Regions from separate parts of the Mus musculus genome. Here regions 1, 2 and 3 are each linked to region 4. The links are chromatin contacts, called in public HiCAR-type, HiChIP or PLAC-seq and promoter capture Hi-C maps. All regions are on one chromosome and are shown on one strand. The core of a region is the stretch at or near the end of the contact, and the rest is flanking DNA. Distances in the headings are between cores, read along the strand shown.

Evidence for each region. Promoter capture Hi-C pulls out the DNA fragments that hold promoters and counts their contacts. HiCAR-type assays count read pairs that join an accessible place to other places. HiChIP or PLAC-seq counts read pairs in DNA pulled down with a chosen protein or histone mark.
Region 1: a contact with region 4 is called in an H3K4me3 HiChIP or PLAC-seq map of forebrain, with 12 times the contacts expected there. The contact joins the promoter of Rab3gap2 here to the enhancer-like site in region 4. A contact is called at or near these places in 1 of 39 promoter capture datasets (pre-B cells), 1 of 484 Hi-C or Micro-C datasets (cortical neurons) and 3 of 115 datasets of contacts at active chromatin or transcription factors (astrocytes, embryonic forebrain and forebrain).
Region 2: a HiCAR-type map of kidney shows a contact between it and region 4, with 4 times the contacts expected there. The contact joins two enhancer-like sites. A contact is called at or near these places in 1 of 39 promoter capture datasets (hippocampal neurons), 1 of 484 Hi-C or Micro-C datasets (cortical neurons) and 1 of 115 datasets of contacts at active chromatin or transcription factors (kidney).
Region 3: a promoter capture Hi-C map of liver shows a contact between it and region 4, with 9 times the contacts expected there. The contact joins the promoter of Mtarc1 here to the enhancer-like site in region 4. A contact is called at or near these places in 13 of 39 promoter capture datasets (the 3T3-L1 cell line, 3T3-L1-derived adipocytes, the C10 cell line and 8 more), 2 of 115 datasets of contacts at active chromatin or transcription factors (acute myeloid leukemia and microglia) and 2 of 9 other capture datasets (adipose tissue and liver).

Annotation. Positions count from the first base shown.
Region 1 is chr1:185,202,549-185,205,436 of GRCm38.p6, reverse strand. It overlaps Rab3gap2 (RAB3 GTPase activating protein subunit 2), which reads right to left and starts at 1,269. Exons shown (of 35, transcript NM_001163754.1): 1 at 1,084-1,269. The coding sequence starts at 1,195.
Region 2 is chr1:184,869,922-184,872,821 of GRCm38.p6, reverse strand. It overlaps C130074G19Rik (RIKEN cDNA C130074G19 gene), which reads left to right. Exons shown (of 2, transcript NM_178692.3): 2 at 1-896. Among named protein-coding and RNA genes, the nearest start is that of Gm34602, 6.1 kb to the left of the region's middle. Within about 2 kb of position 1,576, at least 49 of the 459 cell types and tissues checked have an H3K27ac peak or open chromatin away from gene starts, as enhancers often do. A contact at or near this core is called in kidney, where this site is marked.
Region 3 is chr1:184,810,030-184,813,058 of GRCm38.p6, reverse strand. Mtarc1 (mitochondrial amidoxime reducing component 1) reads left to right here and starts at 1,759. Exons shown (of 7, transcript NM_001290273.1): 1 at 1,759-2,213. The coding sequence starts at 1,930.
Region 4 is chr1:183,437,907-183,440,825 of GRCm38.p6, reverse strand. No RefSeq gene overlaps it. Among named protein-coding and RNA genes, the nearest start is that of Hhipl2, 21 kb to the right of the region's middle. Within about 2 kb of position 1,610, at least 110 of the 459 cell types and tissues checked have an H3K27ac peak or open chromatin away from gene starts, as enhancers often do. A contact at or near this core is called in adipose tissue, forebrain, kidney and 1 more, where this site is marked.

The DNA.
Region 1 (2,888 bases), core at 20-2,519, 1.8 Mb before region 4:
GACTGAAACCACACTTCACCCTTAACTAATTATCACCTTGACTCCAGCTGCCATACCAAGTGTTGGACGTCTCCACAAGCATTTCAGATATGGCCTTCTTTCTCTCTCAACACACGCGCCTGTCAAGCCATCTATCATGTTAGAGCACCCTCACTCACACGTGACATTACCAGTGAATCATAGTGCTACCAGACGGAAACTACCAAACTTAAGTGGTAGGGAGCAGCAATGACTGGTACAAACTATTCATCCCTAGTTCCTCCCATATTTGATATTTTCAAACATTACTTTTCAGACAGACCCTACTAGGAAGCAGAATCTCCCTAGTGCCCTGGGATAGCTTCTAAATAGTGAAAAGGAGAGTGGTTTTTTAAAAATTATTACTGGGTCTACAGAGCAAAGTGATTTTCATATTAAAAATAAAGAAAGCAGAGTAAGATACCCTCTTTCAAAAGGAGAAATAAAGGAGCATATAATAAAATCCTCAGGTAATACGCAGCATTTAGTAAGCAGCTTTGGGATTTATATTCATGAAGTAGGGCTTGTTAACGTTGTTTGATGGTAATAACAGGCGCTGTTTCTCACCTCAATAGACGCCAATTAACTTTTCTCGACCATGTGGCTGTAATTTTAGTTCCTACCCTGGATTCTCCTCACTTCCTAAGAGGTTACTTTTCTTACTTGGCAGTTTACTCACCACCTTAAAAACCCTTCACTTGCCAATCGGCCATTTATTCCGTAAATCTGAATGACAGAAAAGAGATGGAAGAGGGTGGGGATGCTAAGCACCTCTTGAAGGGGCAGAGCAAAGGCTACATACAGTGCCAGAAATGGAGAAGGATGGGAGTTGGAACAAGCACAGGGTGGAGGGCTGACATTAGGCAGGGACTGGGACGGAGGATGCTATCTCTGAGCAGGTGGTGTGCATAGGGAGAAGACGTGGAGCTGGGACTGGGAAGGAGGGGGTGGGGAGCGGTGACAGACAGGCGACAGGACAGGAGACGCAAAAGGCTGAGGCTGAGAGAGACGGGACGCCGAGGGAAGGGAGGCTTGCAGCCGCGTCCCGGTCGCCGGGACACTTACTCGGGTCCCTCTTCAGGGCGCCGGGGGTCTCCTCCCGCAGGTGAGGGAATAGGAAGTCGCGCGCGGACTGCAGGTCCTGGAAGGAGCAGAACTGGACGATGGAGCAGGCCATGGCTGCAGGGACCCCGCCTCGCGGGGCTCGTGGTCCCTAGCCACGCCCGGGCCACTCCACCCGAAGGCTGACAGCACGGAGCCCCGAAAGCTTCAGCTACCCTGGGGGGGCGGGGACGCCAGACCGGAAGCTGTCAGCACTCCTCGCGAGGGGAGGGTGCTACGCATGCGCGGGACGCCCCGAAGCTGCGCGTGCGCGGGCCGAGCGGGAGCCGAGGGAGGGTGCAGCTTCGGACACGTGACTCGCGGTCTTGTGGCGGAGAGTTAGACGTGGAGCCTGGCCGCATTCTTTCTTGGGCGAGCTTGTCCCGTCATTCTGGCCTTCCTCCAAAGGTGATCTAATTGAACTTTGCGGGGGCCATTGAGTCACCCAAACAATCTTGTTGGTGTGCTTCTACGGACACGACCTAGATCGTTCGCAGATCAGGCGGTTTAAGCTGAGTGTGGGCAGGTGCCTGAGAACTTCGTAATTTTGTTTGTGCTTTTGTTTTTTTTTTTTTTAATGTGGAAGGCTATCCTCAGCACCTATACCCCAACTCCCAAAAGAGTCTGCGGCGCCTATGCCTGTAATCCTTCCTACCTCAGTCTGAGGCAGGTGAATTTCTGGCTGTTGAAGCCACTATCCTGGGCTACAATGCAAAAACAGTGTCTCAAGTAACAAAGCGATGGAAAGCAGCTCCTTAAGGGCTCGTATTAAATAAATACTCCTATCTATAAGTTGCCACGGTTCTGTGAAAGCCCGATGTAGTAACAGGACCAGCGCAGTATTGAATGGTGCTCTGTAATCGTCCGTTTGCCTTTTCATCCGTTTGTTCATCTAACCGCCCAACAAGTATTTGTTAGTGTTTTCCGTGCCAGCCACACTCTAGGCACAGAGCTTCGGAACAGAAAGGGACACATTCCTACGGAACTAAAAAGCTAGTGACTAACACAGGCCAAGTGAAGCAATTACTTACTCAGCTAACTAAAACTGAGAGAATGCTAGGCGGGAAAGAACAACAAAACAGCACGGCAGAACAGAGCTGGGGAGACTGACCCTGTACTTTTCCTTTGGGTTTTGGATAAGGAAAGCACCATCCTTATAGACTCCTGGAGGACTGGGGATCCGTTTAACCCCTTAAATACCTGGTCTCTAGCATGGGATCTGGCACCCAGTTGAGTCCTTGATAAATACTTACTGAAGTATATACACATAAATTAAAGACCAACCTGAGTCTTTTACTTGGATTTGAAAGTACATTTCCATATCTTGCCCAGTTAGACTGTCATAAATATCTTCAAGGAGTCTTGTTTCTTTGATTGTTTGAGATAAGGTCTAGCCATGTAGTCCAGGTTAGCCTCAAACCTTCAATTCCCCTCAATGTCCAAGCACTGGGATTATATGTGTGTACTGTACCATGGCTGACTTCAAAAGAATGTGTTATCCTAATTTTGTAAATGAAAAAAAAAATTGCTCTGTCTCTGATGAAGCTCTTGAAACCCATTTAGCTTACTTTCTTTTTTTTCTTTTTTTTTAAATTAGGTATTTATTTCATTTACATTTCCAATGCTATCCCAAAAGTCCCCCACACGCTCCCCCACCCACTCCCCCACCCTCCCACTCCCACTTCTTGGCCCTGGCGTTCCTCTGTACTGGGGCATATAAAGTTTGCATGATCAATGGGCCTCTCTTTCCACTGATGGCCGACCAGGCC
Region 2 (2,900 bases), core at 327-2,826, 1.4 Mb before region 4:
CCAACCATTAGGCACTGGTGGGTGGGTAGGGTAGGAAGATGGACAGAGAGACAGGCACAGAAGACAGTGGTAGTTGCCCATTTAGACCCAGCCCTGCTGAATATGCCCAGGCCCTAGAGCTGGGAAATAGTCTTGCTTTAGCCCCAGTAGCACTAGCTGCTATGTGCATGGATTCACACTCGTGACAGAGTGATGCTTGCTGGATAGGCCTAGGATGGGAAAGGAGAGGTTAATAGGAGAAAGGGCAGCATGCAGTTAGTTGGAAAGAGACAGAAATGGGAGGCTTTGCAGGATGCCTCCCCTTCCAACCACAGCTGAGCCCCCAGGAGCCAACAAGGGAGAAGTGTGAGAAGGGAGAGCCGGGTAGGGAGAAGTGTGAGAAGGGAGAGCCAGGTAGGGAGAAGTGTGGCCCAAGGAAGGGATGGGATTGGGAGTCAATGTTGCTTCCTCCCCTGGGAGTCTCTCCCTCCCCACCTCCCAAATTGTGAAAGCAACAAAGCAAAGCACATCTGGCCAGGTGTCTCTCAAAGTCTGGCTAAGAATTAACTCAAAGCGTCCAAAGTCAAAAGCTCTCAGGGGTTTTCCTGGGACTCGGTGGGGTTTGCTGCAAGGTGGACTTCAGCCCCTGGAGCATGCTGTGTGGTCACATCGTCGCCTGTGTGGGACTTTTGGTTCTGAGAGCCTGGTTCTTCCAGCCTGCAAACTTGGTTCCTGCTGCAGACTGCTCTTCTTCGCTTTTCCTGGTTATTCTCTTGTGTCCAGCAGCAGGGCCCACACCCCACTGCAACCGAGTTTAAGAGCTTAGCTCTCCCACTACTGGCTTCCAACCCCTTCCTCTGTATCCCTCCCTTGCCTTTGCTGTAAATAAAAGTTCCAGCTTGTCTGGTTTTCCTGTGTGGAGGGCTGTGCCTTCCCTGTTCTGTCTCCTGAGGGAGACAGCTGGGGCTCCAGCAGAACCTGGGAATGTGGTGGCTCCAGCACCCCACCCCCCAACACACACACACACACCTGCAGTGTTAAAGGCTGCATTCTCTAGAATCCCTCAGAACAGGCTCTAGGGTGGGAACCACCCTTCCCATCTGTTACAAATGAAAAATTTCCAGAACCTTTGACCTCAGTGTGGAGCCAGAAGACTGCATTCCCCACAAGCCAAGGAGCCTCTGGTCTCTGTCTTGGTTGGGAAATGCCTCTCCTAATGGGGCTCCAGGGAGGGAGGCTGGGACAGCAGGGTGGCCCTTGAGTGTCACTCCACACTGGCATGCTGGCGCACACCCCTGCTCAGTGTATTCTCACTGTAGATATGAAGCAGACACTAGGTCCTGGTTAGCCATCAGATTATCTGGCAATGCAAGTATATGGGAACAATTTTCTGCCTGTTGGGGATAGCAAAGATCTATGGCAGAGTTCTTTCTTACCATGGGGTTCCATCCCCTGGGGTGGGGGTGGGGAATTTAGAACATGATTCTCACCTCATGCAGGGGAGGGAGGTGAAGTGCTTCCACTGGAGTTGGGCATGGCAGCACACACCAATTGTCCCAGCACAGGAGAGGCAAGGTGACAAGTGAGTCCTCTGCTACCTGGGAATGCCCCTCCCCCACCCCTGCACGCTGTCTCTCTGCCCAGCACCCGTGTCTGCTCAAAGAAGTATCAAATGGCATCTGTGACCAAGAAACAGAACTTGAACTCAGACCTTGACCCTCGGGGTCACTGTGACCACGGAACCATGTCTCAGTAGTCCATTAGGCCAGTGGTTCTCAACCTTCCTAATGCTGTGACCCTTTAATACAGTTTATCGTGTTGTGGTGACCACCCCCCCCATCGTAAAATTTTCATTGCGACTTCATAACTATGATTTGGCTACTGCTGTGGATCTTAATATAATATAAATATCTGTGTTTTTCCATTGGTCTTAGGCAATCCCTGTGAAAAGGTCTCTTGACAAACCCCAAAGGGTCGCGACCCACAGGTTGAGAACCACCCCCGAGTTAGGCAATCCCAGTTGAGAGTTTAGATTCTTGGTCCCGGTTCTGCTTCTGCAGGAGAGCTGAGAACTGAGGAAGGCCCACAGTATCTGGAGCTTGAACAGAGCTTCCTGGGAAGTTTATTTTGTGATAAAATGGAGATGTAGAGCAGGTTCAAGGTGTAGGGTGGGGAAGGACACCCTCACTACCCCTAACAAGGGTGTATTTCAGAGCTCCATGGTTTTTCCCAAAAGGTAAACGGTTCCTGAGTTAAGAAGAAGAACCTCTGGCTCCCTTAATCATTTTTAGAAAAATGTGGAGAAATAAATACTGGATTTTGCTTTTAAATTTGGAGGCAAAGTTTGTTCTTGAGCCAAATCACTCCAGTGCACATCCCAGCCAAAGGGAAGTAGATCTTAAGATCTCTCACAGGGCCCAGTGCCAAACCCTGGCAGGAACACCAGCCATGCAGGGCGCAGGGGAGCAGGGCAGGAGAACAAAGACTTGTTGGCAGGGACTGTGCTAAACCTGAGCCCCTGGGGGCTTCAAGCTCCAACCTTTGCCTCCAGCTCCAGAGGGAGCCCATTCTGCACCTTGAGGACTGACTTGGCCTCTTAAAACAATGTTTCTCGGGTGAGTTCCTCTTCTGTCCCTGGTAACAGAGCTCCACATAGACATACCTTGTTCAAAGCAGTCAAAGCCAGGATGGGGTGTTGCTCAGCATGACAGTGCTTAGTGAGGGCAAGGCCTTGTGTTCAGACCCCAGGACTTCCATAAGTATGTAAATAAGTGTACAGATAAGTAGATTATTAATTCAATAAACATCAGAGCCAAAGGACTGAGTAGAAATTGAGATGATGGGCCACGCCTCCCTCACTGGCTCTGCAAAGCCAGGGTGAATAGTTTCCGCCTGGGACTTACTCTCTTACTCCTAATTGA
Region 3 (3,029 bases), core at 510-3,009, 1.4 Mb before region 4:
CTGTGACTTTTGCTTCTTACTCATTTTACAAGATCACCACGTGTCTTCCCTGGGTTCTAAGCCTTAATTGGTCACTGGTGTGTACAGGGCACTTCTCAACCTGTGGGTCACGATCCTTCCACAGGGGCCACATATCAGATATCCTGCCTATCAGGTATTTACGATACGATTCCTAACAGTAGCACTATTACAGGTATGAAGTAGCAGTGAAAAGAATTTTATGGTTGGGGGTCGCCACCACATGAGGAGCCGTATTAGGAAGGTTGAGAACGGCTGGTCTAAGGCATATAGCTGATGATGTCAAAAGACATATCATCCATGGGGGACAGCTGTTGCTCCTTCCGTCTTCTCCTTCGCTGGGTCCTGGGCCCTTGGCTTCCAGCAGGCTGTGAGGTAAATGTGGGATATGAAGCTGTATCCTGAGTCAATTTTACCTGACAAGCCAAGGGAAGGAAGCAGATGGTCAGGAAGGGGCCAGCCCTCAGGAGACTTCCTTCCTCCCCAGCTAGGCTACACCTCATCATTTACTTCAGCCTCCCCAGATAGCGCCACCAGCCGGGGGGACATGCAAGCTAGAGGGTGACATTTCATGCCCAAACCCAGGGAAGTGAGTCGCCCAGCTAGCTGAGGCCAGTGTGTGCTAGCGTTCTGCTTGCTTCTCCCACTCTCCACACAGTGGCCTCTCTACAGGGCACCTCTACAGGGCGTCCAACTCAGCCGGCAGCACATTGCCTGGCCTCGGCTGGCCTCCATGATACCTCATTCTTGCATTTCCACGTGAACATCGAGTTTTGGGGACTGCCCCCTCTGCTTTAGGATGCTGCCCATCAGCAGAACTATTCTGGTCAAAGTGTGATCCTACCCATCAGACCCTCCCGTGTTTCAGGCGGTCTGAGGCTTTGTCAGAACTCTGTGGAATCTCCCTCTGGGAGGCAGGCTCTCCCTCCGATTGATTGATGGCTCCCAGCCATCTCCTTCTCTCACCTTGAGACTTGGGATGGGGTGAAGTCGGGGGAGTCCCAGTTTCTTGGTCCACTGTTTCAAGAGTCTGTTGGCTAGAGGGAAGGGCACAAGCTTCTCTTCAGAGAAATCTTTATTCCTGCAGCCAGGTTCATCCCCGCACTGCCCCTTGGCTGTAAAATCCCCAGCCCTTGTTTCAGTACAAAGTCCAGTCTCTCTGCCTTAACTTAGTAGAGAAAATGCTCTGGTTAGAACAGTCTTGAATAAATATGACATTTTAGCAGCTTGACACACCAAACAGGTGCCTAAGGCGCCCAAGGTACCTTGATGGTCTTGTCTTTGTTGTTCAAGATGCGGTAGCCTTCGGAAGAGATACCTGGCAGTGCAAGTCCACATTAGGACGCAGGGAAAAGAGGGGCGTGTGGGTGGGGGGTGCGGGGGGCGGGTGTCTACGAATAGCTGCAGCCCAGGATTGGCCCTGTAGATCCTCAAGGCTGGTCAGATCTTTTCCCTTCATATCCCAGCTGGTTGGAAGCACCCTGGCTGCTGCCAAACTGCTCCCCACAGACCCCAGAGGGGCGGCTGCCCGCAGCCTGGTTTCTAATTTCAAAATCACGCCACGTTCTGCAAACGTTGTGTGTTTTAGGTCAAATAAACAACTCTGCAAACATGTAAATAAGCTGCTCTGCACTGATTGATCCTGGGAGAGGGTCAGCGAGGGAGGGAAGGGGAGGGAGGGAGGGAGGGACCGAAGGGGGGGAAGGCAGCGGAAAGTAGGGGCAGGCGGTGAGATTCCACAGCTGAGCCACCACCTCCCGCCCAGGCCGAATGAAGATGCACAATTTGGATTGGAGGGGAAGGGTCAGGAGCTGCTGACCTTTGGGCTCAGGCCCAGGCCGCTGGCCACAGTAGCTCTTGGTCCAGTCGGCGCCGGAGGTGTATCAAGCGCTCATCCCGCCCTCTCCAGTCATGGGTGCGGGGTCCTGGGCGCTGACCCTCTTCGGCTTCTCCGCGTTTCGGGTCCCGGGCCAGCCGCGGTCCACCTGGCTCGGCGTCGCCGCGCTGGGACTGGCCGCGGTGGCCCTGGGGACAGTGGCCTGGCGTCGTGCGCGTCCCCGGCGACGCCGGCGGCTACAGCAAGTGGGAACGGTGGCACAGCTCTGGATCTACCCAATCAAGTCCTGCAAGGGGTTGTCGGTGAGCGAGGCAGAGTGCACTGCCATGGGGCTGCGCTATGGCCACCTGCGCGACAGGTACGCTGAGCACCGAGCATCACCACGCTGACCTAGGCTGTGTGGGTGTGGGGAGGTCAGCGGGGTCCGCTCGCCGGTCCCTTCTTACTCAGACTAGAGACCGGAGGCTGGGAAAGGGGTGGTGAGAAACGGAAAAAATGAACTTCACCCTCCGCCAGCCAACTCGGGGGACCTGGAACTCTGAAGTTCCCGGGTTTCACGCTTCCTGGAGTTGGACATCTCTCTATCCATCCTCTCGTGGCTATTTCAAATCTTGTGGTGTTAGACGAGGCATTTCTCACGCCGGCCAATCCGCAAGAAGAAACTTCAATCTCCCTCCACCCAGGGACCCTGAAGGGACTGGTCCTTGGTTACTTTACTCTCAGTGATAGTCTTAAATTTAGAAAAACTAAGACAATAGATCCTGGATCCTAGGCACGGCTCATCCCTGTTAGTGCAGTAGTTGAGCATGCATGACAGCTTAAGAAAATAAGCTGTGAGTGTTATTTCCCCAAGGCTCTTGTCAGATAAAGGTTCTGCACTGGGTGGGGGGGGGGGCAACCTGGGATTTGTAAACAGCGACTAAGAGTCCAGCTGAGGAGTGACCCCTGTCGCCGGGACTTCAGCGAAGGTTCAGCAGCTCTGCTCTCTTCAGGTCTGGTCTCCCACCAGCTCTGGGCATCACTGGAAGGCTGCGTATCAGGATCCTCAGGCCTCTCCTTCAGCAGAGGACACAGGCTAACAGAGGCTGCGACCTCCCCGTCTCAGCTCTCTAAAGCTAACACAAGCCATTCGCCTCAGATCAGGCCGGTCCAGTGGACATGCTGACCGACTGGT
Region 4 (2,919 bases), core at 361-2,860:
AGGGGGCCCCCAGAGGCACCCGGCACAACACAGGCTGCTGCCATTGCTCTTGGTTGCCCTCCAGAACTAGATGGTGAGACCCCATTACCGAAGGTACCTCTCCCTTATGATGCACAACATAGAGAAACAACCCGAGCTGGCCAGGGAACTCTGCTGGCTTAGCTTACCCAGGCCAGAGGTCCTGTGCCAGTCTCTGGAGGAGAAAAGTCACCAGCAGTCTTACACAGCTGTGATCCTCACTGCACTGACCTGGTGGCTGGAAGTGCTCGCTGGAATTTAGAGACATGACAGCTAAGCAGGTAACCAACCGTTCTCAGGTCGGATGTGAGGCCTGCTCCACAGAAGGAAATTCATCCTTGACATCCTTGGTGCTGTAAACCCGGTCAAAAGCCCAAGACTGAGGCGATCACAGGCCTGTCTAGGGGTTGTGGGCTACCTGCTGCTGCTGTTGTTGATGATGGTGGTGGTGGTGGTGATGATGATGATGATGTTTTGGTTTGGCTTGGTTTGGCTTGGTTTGGTTTGGTTTGGTTTTTGCTTTTGTGCTAAGTGGTCATACTATCACACTACCTTCTAAATATGTATGTCTGTGCCCATAGATTCCTGCTTCCCTCACCTTTAGTCAGAGGAGCTTCCTTTGGCCGTGGGTCGTGGTTCATGTAAAGATTCATAACAGGTCAAAGTGCCAAGTATAAATAACTGGGCACTCGGCTACAGATGGATCATCCACACCAACCTCCCACAATCCAGTGCTCAGGGAACTTCACAGAAGGGGCAGATGGAATGTCAAAAGCTGGAGACTGGGGGTAGGGGGAGAGAAGGGGAGAGAATTGCGAAACACTCACTTTTTAGGCATGAAATGGCTGTTGCATGCATGGAATCACATTAGCTGTGGTTACCAGCACAAAATCGAGCCAGTCAAAATTACAGCATGGGCCCCACCACCACACAGGAGAAGCTATGAGGTAGCTGCCGAGGGACCAGGCCACTGAACGGTTGCTCATGCCCTAGTGGGTGGTCCACGTTCATGTGCGTATGGGCAGCACCTGTTGTGTTCAAGGGGTGATCGATAACAAAAAAAAGTAAAAGACGCGAAGGGGAAAGGAGAGGGATCGAGGCCCTAGAGAGAGCTAGAGGAGGCGGTAGGTGACTGGATATAATTTGGAACTCTCCAAGAATAAAAACATCACTTAAACAAGCAGAAAAGATGCAATGGGGAAAGGATTCCTAAGATGTTAGTGCCTGGGGATGCTTCCAAAGAAATGCACATGGATGCCAGGTATTTTAGAAGTGGCGCAGCAAGGGGCAGGGGAAATCCTGGAATATAACAAAAGCAAGAGGAAGGTGGATGGGGTTGGGGGCTTACTACTGAACCAGGTTTTTACTTGGTTCGCCAGAAATGGAGCTTTGAAGTTCCACCGTCTCTTTCTAAGGCAAAGCGCTCCTGGAAGCAAACTTGGCCTCTGGCAACCCGGAGGCGCCAGGCCTGCAGTTACGCGGGTCGGCCGGTGAGAGGCGCTGTGGTGCCACTCTAACCATGGCTGAGGACGAGGACCCGCTGAGCCTCCCACACTTGGCCTTGGGACTGTGGCCCGCTGGACCCGGACACCGCCCTGCGCTGTGGCCGACACGTGGCAGCCCCAGCTCGCCAGCCCAGTATGGCTCCAAAGTCCTGTCCTGCCAAGGGCAAGGGTGGAGGAGGGACTCCCAAAACGAAAGTTCCCGACTGCTTTCCTGGTTAGAGCCGTTCTCTGTTTTTTGTTTTGTTTTGTTTTTTTCTTGGATGCTAGAACACCCTCTGAGCTGGGACACTTGGGGTAGAGCGCCAAGAATCTTTTCTGAACTCATGAATTTTCCGGGCTAGGGATTTTTCACCCAGATCTCAGGGCCAGGGCTTGATAAAGGATACACAGACTGAAGGCCGTTTGAAGTATGACCTTACCGAATTAAGATGAGAACAACCATACCTCCACTTAGAAAACTCAGAACTAAAGAAGAGAAAGAATGTAAACTCTGTCATTAGGAAGACTTAACTGCTTACAGTGTTGGAACATGCTGGATGAAATAAAATGTATAATTATAATTAATTTCCCCTCTTTGCTAGTGTGGTTTTAGCTTATCAGAGTATAATGCTATCCAAGGTGTCTCAGGAGCTCTGTGTACCCATTTACCAAAAGGGAAAGAGGATAAAGAAAGTTCCCAAGAAAGCTTTAATGCGTTTCAGGAGCCACCACAATCGCGCACAAGGCTGTAACCGAGACCCCCGGGCCCACGCTGTGTGTCAACCGACCTTGCTCTAAGCGTCCAGCCTCCTCTAACACCCATGCTTTAATCTGTGTTAAAAGCGTCTTCATAATAAACCCCAGCTCTGCTCCTTAGTGTCCTCTCCTAAAGTGGTTCTCTGCACCACAGCCAAGCACTCTGGCTTCATCCGAGATGTCTCCAGCCAGAACTCGGACCACCTTATCATTCTCCGGTCGCTGCTACCCCGGCCCCCAGCCCCGTCCCCACCAGCTGGTCCTTGTTTTTTGTTTTCTTTCCCTCCTGAGCCTTTCAACTCCATAAATTTTGAGGAAACGGAACACACGTTGGCCTCACTGTGCCCTTCCGTGAAAGCTCGCTGGGTGACTATCCATGATTAGTTCGGCAAGAACTCTGGGCCAGGGAAACTCTCCGCCCCTCCCCACGCCCGCCCAGCTTCCCAGAATTTCAGAGAATCCTTTCACCTCTGTTCCCTAGACCCACCCACCATCGTCCCATTCGAACAGAGTTCAGAATAGAGCTGAAAAAATAACTCTCCACGTTCTGCTCTTGTAAATGCCCCCAGAATCCCCCTTCAGTTCTCAGCACCCGGAATCCTGAGTCCCGTGGTTCCGACACCCTCTTCTGGCCTCCGTAGACATCTGAAAAGTAAGAAGT